2 separate regions of the Sus scrofa genome follow, and region 1 is linked to region 2. A link is a contact called in public HiChIP or PLAC-seq data. All regions are on one chromosome and are shown on one strand. Each heading gives the region's core, a stretch centred on a gene start, on an enhancer-like site or on the middle of the called end of the contact. The rest is flanking DNA. Distances are from core to core; before and after follow the strand shown. Region 1 overlaps ACAD11 (acyl-CoA dehydrogenase family member 11). Region 2 has its middle 25 kb from the start of DNAJC13.

What was found. HiChIP or PLAC-seq counts read pairs in DNA pulled down with a chosen protein or histone mark.
Region 1: an H3K27ac HiChIP or PLAC-seq map of alveolar macrophages shows a contact between it and region 2. The contact joins two enhancer-like sites. A contact is called at or near these places in 9 of 47 Hi-C or Micro-C datasets (alveolar macrophages, embryonic fibroblasts, mesenteric adipose tissue and 4 more) and 2 of 2 datasets of contacts at active chromatin or transcription factors (alveolar macrophages and skeletal muscle).

The regions. Positions count from the first base shown.
Region 1 is chr13:73,811,451-73,816,207 of Sscrofa11.1, reverse strand. All of the region lies in intron 5 of ACAD11 (acyl-CoA dehydrogenase family member 11), which reads left to right. Among named protein-coding and RNA genes, the nearest start is that of UBA5, 18 kb to the left of the region's middle. Within about 2 kb of position 2,852, at least 2 of the 83 cell types and tissues checked have an H3K27ac peak or open chromatin away from gene starts, as enhancers often do. A contact at or near this core is called in alveolar macrophages, where this site is marked.
Region 2 is chr13:73,546,613-73,551,636 of Sscrofa11.1, reverse strand. No RefSeq gene overlaps it. Among named protein-coding and RNA genes, the nearest start is that of DNAJC13, 25 kb to the left of the region's middle. Within about 2 kb of position 2,241, at least 1 of the 83 cell types and tissues checked has an H3K27ac peak or open chromatin away from gene starts, as enhancers often do. A contact at or near this core is called in alveolar macrophages, where this site is marked.

The DNA.
Region 1 (4,757 bases), core at 1,603-4,102, 260 kb before region 2:
TTTACCCGTGTGCCTTTGGACAAGATATTTGGCTCTCAGTGTTCTGACATTGATGTGAAAGATTTACAGTTCCCTGAATCCTCCTATTTAGGGGAGAATTTTATGAATTCATGAGTTTTCTCAGAATGCTAAGATATTTTAGGACAGAAAGAGCTGCTCTACATTCATGTGCTAAGCTTTTGCACTTTGTGTTCTTTATCTGTAGGAAAAGGACAGGAGGGAAATAGCATTATAAATTGAATTGTTGTTGGAGTTCCTGTCATGGCTTAGTGGTAATGAACCCAACTGGTATCCATGAGGACATGGGTTCAATCCCTGGTCTCACTCAGTGGGTTAAGGATCCAGCGTTGCAGTGAGCTGTGGTGTAGGTCACAGATGCAGCTCAGATCCCACATTGCTGTAGCTGTGGCATAGACTGGCAGCTGCACCTCCAAATTGACCCCTAGCCTGGAAACTTCTATATGCCGCAGGTTCAGCCCTACACACACACACACACACACACACACACACACAAAATTGCATTATCATAATTCAAAGTAGTACTATATCAATTAAAAGTTCGAATATAATATAAAGACATGAGCACATTCACCATTAAGATAAAACTTTTCATAGAAAAGTCAATTTGGATATTAAATTAAAATTATACATGTGTGTATGTAAACTTTTGTTAATGGAATGTATGAGTTCTGAATTCTAACTTTTAAATACAGAATAGGAAAATTAAAGATTGCTACTTTATAACCTGGAAAAATTATAAAAACGTATACCTTAAAACAGCAGGATCTGGTCTGTATTTGATCTGTATCATTTGATTCATTAATACTTTAGGAACCTATCTTTGAGTAAGTCAGTGTTCTTTATGTGTTCTATAACCATAGTACTTTCCATTCATTACTTAAGCAAAGAAGGAAAAATTCAAACCTAAATCTCCTTAGTCATGTGTTGTCTACCAAAACATTTAAATTTTAAGATGAGTGATAATATACTGAAAATAATGGCAGAATGCAGTAAGTTCCAAATAGTTATTCCCTTTTTATATTTAATCTCATGTTAGAAAGCCATTTCTTACAGGATGAAAGTTCCCAAACAGGAATCATCTTCATTAAATTCTGTGGTGGCAATGCTGATTTGTATCACTATCTTTTGTTTTAGGGTTACATAGTGGCTAGTAAAATGTCTTCTACTTTAAACCTGGTAATCCCATAATTACTAGTTAAATCAAATTTAATCAATTTCTGTCTCATATAAATATCATAGATAATTTTTATGGAAATAACATATGGTTGGCAGACTATAAGTCAACTAGCGTTTATTCATTACCAACTATGTGCTCTAAAACATGGGGTTAGTCAGCTCTTGAGGAACTCAAAATACAGATAGAAAAGACACTGAGGTAACAGCAGAGAACAGTATGTACCCAAGCGCTAAAGCATATCATACAGAGTAAACTACAAAAGCCATCAAAGAGGGCAAAGATACCCACTGTGGACTGGCATTTAAGAGCTATGAAACTTTAGAATTTATTCTAGTCAGTAGTTTTATCTTTTCCACCCTTTTTTTAAAAAATTCATAAGTAAGAAAGAAGTTAAACCATATTTCTTTTTTCATGAAGTCACTTTGCAAATTGGAAAATCAGTCCCTAGATTATACCAAATTGAGTGTATGTGCTCAACTGTATATATTCCTAGGGATATGATTGAAAGTATCCTATTTTTCCTTTGAGGGTAAGGATTATGTCTTTAATTAATTTTTTTCTTACCTTGTCTCTAGAATCTACATTGTTGATGCTCAATAAATAAGGACCGTCTGTATACTAAGAGCTCCTAGAAAGCAATAAATATATCTTACTTATGAAGCAAGTGGTTACATGTTTCTGAATGAAACTATGTTAAAAGAATTGATTTTAATTAATCACTATTTCCATCTCATTTACTTAGTTTTTATTCTCTAGCAGTATAACCTTAAAGCAAATTATTTAACCCCTCTCTGTGCCTCACTTTTTATTTTAACTTTTTATTTGGAAATCATTAATGACTCACAGGAAGTTGTAAAAATAGTACTGAGGGACCTGTGTATCCATTATCCAGATACCCCAAATAGATCTCACGCAACTATAGTATATTGTCAAAGCCAGGAAATTGATGTTGTCTGCCTTCTGAATTGGGAAAAAAAATTTCAGGGTACAAAGATGCTAAAATGAAGTAATTGACGTGGAGCAACTAGCCGGGTACGTGCCACAGCTGGTACTCAATTTATTTTAATTTTCTTCTCTTCCATTCTTTTACCCTCTATTTTTTATATCCTACTTTTCTAAAATTGCCTGTCAAGCTCTATTCTTTACAAAAAATCAGGGTAAAAGTAAATCTTTTTTTTTTTTTTTGGCCATATCCACAGCAAATGTAAATTCCTGGGCCAGGGATCAAACCTAAGCCACAGCAGTGACAATGCTGGATCCTTAACACACTGCATCATAAGAGAACTCTTAAATCTTTTCTTTTTAGTAAATATGTACTAAAGCTCAAACAGTGGCTATGGGGGATGAAATTATAAGTTATACATTTCTGTAATGTTTAAAGTTTGAGGTTTTCCTATTGTTTTTTTCCCCCTAACAGCTGCATGTTTTATTTTGGTAAATACAAACAATTAAGAAAGGAAACAAAAACAGTTTTAAATGATAAACTGTCTAGGAACGTGTGTGGTAAACCAATAAGGAATTACTAAAGGGAATAACAAAACTAAAGCGTATTGCTCAATTTCATAATCCCTAGTTATTTTCTAATTACTGATATGTAAAGTATTCAAAGCATGTTTGAGGAAGTGTTTCAGTAGTACAACATGCTTACTGTAATGTTAAAAAGAAATTCAGGGAGTTCCCGTTGTAGCTCAGCAGTAACGAACCCAACTAGTATCCATGAGGCTGAGGGTTTGATCTCTAGCCCTGTTCAGTGGGTTAAGGTTCTGGCATTGCTAAGGCTGTGGTGTAGGCCAGCAGCTGTAGCACTGATTCAGCTCCTAGGCTGGGAACTTCCACATGCCACAAGTATGGCCCTAAAAAAAAAAAAAAGAAAGGAATCCAGTTTTCCTGAAAAGTGTCATTAATTTTTTAAATACAAATGTTATCCATCTAGCAGAGAAATGTTTAAGATTTTGGAATTTAATGTGCATATTTCCATTTCAACTTGAAATATAAATATATTTAATTAGGAACAGGTAAACCCATAGATAATCCTCTGTATTCATTAATTTGTAGTCAGATACATTTAAGATAAATATAAGTACACTGGTTCTTCTGAAGTCATCTGCCTTGCAGCCATTTATATTATGGGAAAAAAAAGATTTGATAGACAAAACGAAACTTGTATTTTGGTGGAGTTCCCTAGTAGTCTAGAGGTTAGGACTCAACGCTTCCATTGCTGTGGCCCAGGTTCAGTCCCTGGTCTGGTAACTAAGATCCCAGATCATGCCAGGGTCAAAGCGGGAAAAAAAATCTTGTATTTTAGATGGATTTTTTTTCTTTTTAATTCCCCCATTATTTCTAAGATGTCAGTGTAGTTGGAGAAAAGCTTAGTTATAAAATTTAATTTCATTGTTAGAAAAGACATGGGAATTGGGTTTTTTCCAATCTTTTTATTTACAGATGTTTTAAGATACTGTTTATATGCTCTTTGTTCATAAAGCCATGTTTTGAACTCAGGCCTACAGACTTCCCATGCAGTATAATTTATTCCACACTGTACTGCTTCTTATCTATACTGAAATCAGTCAACTTCAGTAATCTAGAAATTGAAATCCTTGTTTTTGACCATGCCCTCACTACCTTCTATTTCTTTTATTTCTTTTCGTCTTTTTTTTTTTTTTTTTTTTTTTTAGGGCCTTACTCACGACATATGGACGTTCCCAGGCTAGGGGTCACATCGGAGCTGCTCTCCGAGCCATGCCTGTGACCTACACCACAGCTCGCGGCAGTGCTGGATCTTTAGCCCACTGAGGCCAGGGATCGAACCTGCATCCTCATGGATACTAGTCAGATTCTTTTCCTCTGAGCAACGACGGGAATTCTTGCTTCTTTTATTTCTTTATGCCTTACCTGAGATGCTACAAATTTGATTACCCTTAACTTTAGAATCCATGAACCCCTTATAACTTCCTTTGCCTTCTCATCCTACCTGGCCCATGTGGACATGATCAGTCAGTTCAAAAACTACCTTCCTAAGAGAGTGAATTAATAATATTTTGACTATGGATGTGTGTGTAAGTAATGTAAGAGTTATAAAATTTCCTGAACTTAGGTTACTTGTTACTCCAGAATCTTCTCACCTCTTGACTTTCTATTTACTCTCCAACTCTAATCTTGGGTCATCATATTTTTGCTACAGAATAAGGTCAAAAAGTCAGGTAATAGGGTCAGGGACATATTTATGCGACATAATTTCATCTAGGCTATAACTTCATTTCTTTGTAAAATCTGACTGAGTAGCATTCCATTGCAGATAGATAGATAGATAGATAGATAGATAGGTAGGTAGATAATCACATCTCCTTTATCCATTCATCTATTGATGGACATTTAGGCTGCTTCCATATCTTGGCTATTGTAAATAATGCTGCTATGAACATTAGATGCGTATTATCATTTTGAATTAGTGTTTTCATGTTTTTACAATATATACCCAGGAGTGGAATTGCTGGATCATGGGATAGTCTTATTTTTAGTTTTTTGAGAAACCTCCTTACTGTTGTCCACATTGGTTGCA
Region 2 (5,024 bases), core at 992-3,491:
ATGCCTATTTAAAAAGAGAGTGTAAAAAAAAAGTAAATAAGAGTGTACAACCCAATCCTTTATTCAACTGGTTTGTTCTTTCCATTTTATTTCTATTTTACTTTTCCTGGTAATCTTTGTTAATGAGTAGAAATTGCCTTTATGGATCAGCAGCTATCTCAAATATTGGGTTGTAGGTTTTTTGTTTGTCCTTCTGCCTATCCCACTCTGATCCAGCTACTCTCATCTAGTCCCCTGACTAACATAACTTAAGTATGGCTCTTAAAGTTAGTACCTAGAAGAATTCAACATAATGTCATAGGTCTAGTATATTTTCTTTTCTTTAAAAAATTTAAAAAAAATTTTTTAGGGCTGCACCCATGGCATATGAAAGTTCCCAGGCTAGGGGTTGAATTGGAACTGCAGTTGCTGGCCTACACCATAGCTATAGCAATGAGGGATCTGAGCTGCCATCTGTGACTTACAGCACAGCTCACGGGCAACACAGCTCCTTAACCCACTGAGTGAGGCCAGGGATCAAACCCACATCCTCATTACCACTGAGCCATGACAGGAACTCCCAAGTCTAGTACCAAATATTTGATGAACAAAGGCACAGACAATGCTTGATATGCGACATATATTCACTCTCTTATTGGGATTATGTATATTTTTTCATTCTTTTAATGTATATATATCATTATATTTGACCAAGTTTCTTGTAGATGGCATAAATTTAAGTCATTTTTTTTTTTTTGGTCCATTCTGGCAGTTCCTGTTTTAAAATTAGTACTTAGATCATTTACATTAATGTTATTGTTGATATGTTGGGTTTAGACTGATGGTATACCAAATCTGTGTTCTTCCCCAATCTACCTGTTGACGTTTACTTTCCAGAGTCTTCAAGAAGTAGTTCGGAGTTCCTGGTGTGGCACAGCAGAAATGAATCCGACTAGGAACCATGAGGTTGAGGACTCGATCCCTGGCATCGCTCAGTGGGTTAAGAAGCTGGTGTTTCTGTGAGCTGCAGTGTAGGTCACAGACGTGGTTCGGATCCCGAGTTGCTGTGGCTGTGCCATAGCCTGCAGCTGTAGCTCTCTCTGATTTGATCCCTAGCCTGGGAACCTCCATATGTCGTGAGTGAGGCCCTAAAAAACAAAATTAAAAAAAAGATCTTCTGTGCTTCTGTCCAGGTTTTGTAGTTATACTCAGTGAGAAAGAAGGGATGAAATATGCTTACTCCATCTTGCCTATAAGGGGGACTCAGGGAATAATTATTTTTAGAATTCCTCTGAATCTGGGGAACAGATTCCAAGTGTCTGACTGTCACGTTAAGGTTCCTGTCAGATCACAGAGACTCAAATGTGCCCTGAATCCAACATACTTAAATAAGATTTTTCCTTCAGCAATTAAAAAAAATATATTCTCAAGCTTTCTCAGGATGGGCTCCTCGTAGAGCTCTTCACAGTTTGCTGCTGCAGCCTCAGAAGTTCCCCCACAGTTCAGAGATGCTTGGGGTGAACATCCAAAATGATGATGACTTCTAAGACCAAATCAAACAAAATCTCTAGATTAGCAGATGACTGATGTCAACAAAATCATGCCTTTTGTAAAAGTGCCATTTTTATTTATTTATTTATTTTTGGGTCTTTTGTCCTTCTTAGGGCTGCACCGTGGCATATGGATTTTTCCGGGCTAGGGGTCCAATTGGAGTTGCAGTCATTACCTACACCAGAGTCACAGCAACACCAGATCCAAGCCTCGTCTGAGACCTACACCACAGCTCATGGCAACATTGGATCCTTAACCCACTGAGCAAGGCCAGGGATCAAACCCACAACCTCATGGTTCCTAGTCAGATTCGTTTCTGCTGCGCCACAATGGGAACTCCAAAAGTGCCATTTTTAATGCTTTTATTGCCTTTTCTTCCTACTGCTTAGGAACCCTATCTATTGTCTTTCAACCTAGAGGTGCTAAGACTCTCAAAGACCCCACCTAATTGAGGACAAGTGTCAGTGTCTGTAAGTAAGATGTGCATGTGGCAGCTTAGATACTATAGAACTGAGTCTGGGATGTTTTAGTCACTAAGATATTTCTCAGGGCCCAAAGACTCTTAAATATCCAGTTACTGTGAGGAAGTAACTTCAGTGGTCTCAGAATACAGAAACATCCAGCTGTTTCAGTACTTGTATATATACCATTAGAATGGTCTAATCATTGTGACACTAGAAGCTGGGACCTATTTCCTTTTTCAAGGAGGTTCCAGAATCAACCACTAGTTTGTAGATATAGTATGCCATCTACTGCCTATAAGTGGTCTTTGCATGCTTGCTTTCATGGTTTTAAAAATACGCTATTCAAAATGGAAATTATATGTTTTGTTGTTTCTTATGAATGGATGAGGCTGCAAATCTGATTTTTTTCCAATCTACAATTCAATGAACTGCCTCCTTCATTCTAGACATCGGATCTAGGTAAAATTTTACCATCTCTAATCCTTTAATAGTGGGTTAGAACTGGAGCTTTCAAAAAATATTATTGGGTGTTCCCATTGTGGCTCAGATGTTAATGAACCCAACTAGGATCCATGAGGATGTGGGTTTGATCCCTGACCTCACTCAGTAGGTTAAAGATCCGGCATTGCCGTGAGCTGTGGTGTAGGTCCCAGACACAGCTTGGATCCTGCGTTGCTGCGGCTGTGGCATAGGCCGGCAGCTGTAGCTCCAATTGGACACCTAGCCTGGGAACCTCCATATGCTGCGGGTGTGGCCTTAAGTATAATTAAGGGAATGGATTATATCAATCAAATTCTGGGGTAGCTTATTTCATAGTAATAAGTAATAGTTAGAAGTTCAATAACGTTTCTAGTTGCTGCGGGAAAAAAATAAAACTCGTCCTCACCTATGTTTAAATTCTGTGGTCAGAAATGCAAAAGAGAATGTAGAAAAAGGTAGACCAAGCCTTTGCAATTTCATTTTTTATCTCTTGGAAAATTCTATCCTCCACATCTTCCTCAGCTTCTCTCCTTATCAACATTCAGTTCTCAACTCAACCATCTGGGGGAAATAGCCACTCAGCTCCTTTTCGCACTCCCATCACTCTCTAGACCATTACCCTGTTCTTATTTTTTCATAGCACTATCATTAACCGAAATTATTTGATGCATTTATTTGTCAGTGTGTCTACTGCCTTTCTTCCCTAGCTGCCCCCCACTAGAAGTAAAGGCCATTTTCTTGTTCACTGCTAATTCCCCAATACTTAGAATAGGACCCAAACCATGATATTTGTTTAAAAATTAATAGATATAATTATTTTGTGACATAAGCCATCTCTAGCTTAGAGATTGTTTGGTTTGGCCTTAGAAAAGTCATCATCATTTTGGATGCTCACCCCAAGCATCTCTGAACTGTGGGGGAACTTCTGAGGCTGCAGCAGCAAACTGGGAAGAGTTTTATGAGTAGCCAATCCTGGGAGCATTCAAGAATATATATATTTTTTAATTCCTGAAGGAAAACATGTATGTTGGATTCAGGGCACATTTGAGACTCTGTGATCTGATAGGAACTTTAACATGATAGTCAGAAACTTGGATTCTGATCCCCAGATTCAGAGGAGCTCTAAAAATATTTATTCCCTGAGTCCCATCTACAGTCAAGATGGAGTAAGCGTATTTCATCCCTTCTTTCTCACTGAGTATAACTACAGAACTGGACAGAATGCATGGAACAACTACTTGAAGACGCTGGAAAGTAAATATCAACATGCAGATTGGGGAAGAACACCAGGATTTGGCATACTCCAGTCTAAACCCAAACATATCAACAATGGCATTAATACAATGATCTGAATACTCATTTTAAAATACTTGTCAGACTGTATTAAAAAATGACCTAAATTTGAAGTTCCCATCATGGCTCAGCAGTTAACAAATCTAACTAGCATCCATGAGGACACAGGTTCAATCCCTAGCTTTGCTCAGTGGGTTAAGGATCTAGCATTGCCATGAGCTGTGGTGTAGGTCAAAGACATGGCTCAGATCCTGCATTGCTGTGGCTATGGCATAGGCCAGCAGCTACAGCTCTGATTCAACCCCTAGTCTGAGAATCTCCACATGCCAGGATGTAGCCCTAAAAAGTAAAAAAGTGACCTAAATTTATGCCATCTATAAGAAACTTGGTTCCAATATAATGATATAATACATTAAAAGTTAAAGGAAGGAAGCAATATACCATGCAGACACTAGTCAAAGGAGAGCTGAAATGGCTATATTAATATCTGATCTGGCTGACTTGAGATAAAATAAAATTACTAGGGTTAAAGAGTTAATTCACCAAGAACTCATGCAATTCTGTCTATGCAACAATAGAGCTTCAAAATATATGAAGCAAAAGCTGACAGAACTGAAAGAAGAATATATATCCACAGTTGATATTGGAGATGTCAACACTCCTTTCTCAGTAGCAGAGATAATAGATTTTTTTTTTTTTTTGTCTTTTGTCTTTTCTTGTTGTTGCTATTTCTTGGGCTGCTCCCGCGGCATATGGAGATTCCCAGGCTAGGGGTTGAATCGGAGCTGTAGCCCCCAGCCTACGCCAGAGCCATAGCAACGCATGATCCGAGCCGCGTCTGCAACCTACACCACAGCTCACGGCAACACCGGATTGTTAACCCACTGAGCAAGGGCAGGGACCGAACCCGCAACCTCATGGTTCCTAGTCGGATTCGTTAACCACTGCGCCACGACGGGAACTCCAGATAATAGATTTTTTAAAAACCCAAGAACATAGAATAACTGAACAATGCTATCAGTCAATTGAACTTGACATGTGTAAGAAAAACACTTCACATAACAATAGCAGAAACATGTTCTTTTTAGTTCACATGGAACATTTACCAAGAGGGACCATACCCAAAGTCACAAAACAAACTTCAACAAATTTAAAAGAATTCAAAATATACAAAGTAGTATAGCACAGGAAACTATATATGATCACTTGCGATGGAACATGATGGAGGATAAGTGAAAAAAAAAGAATGTATATGGA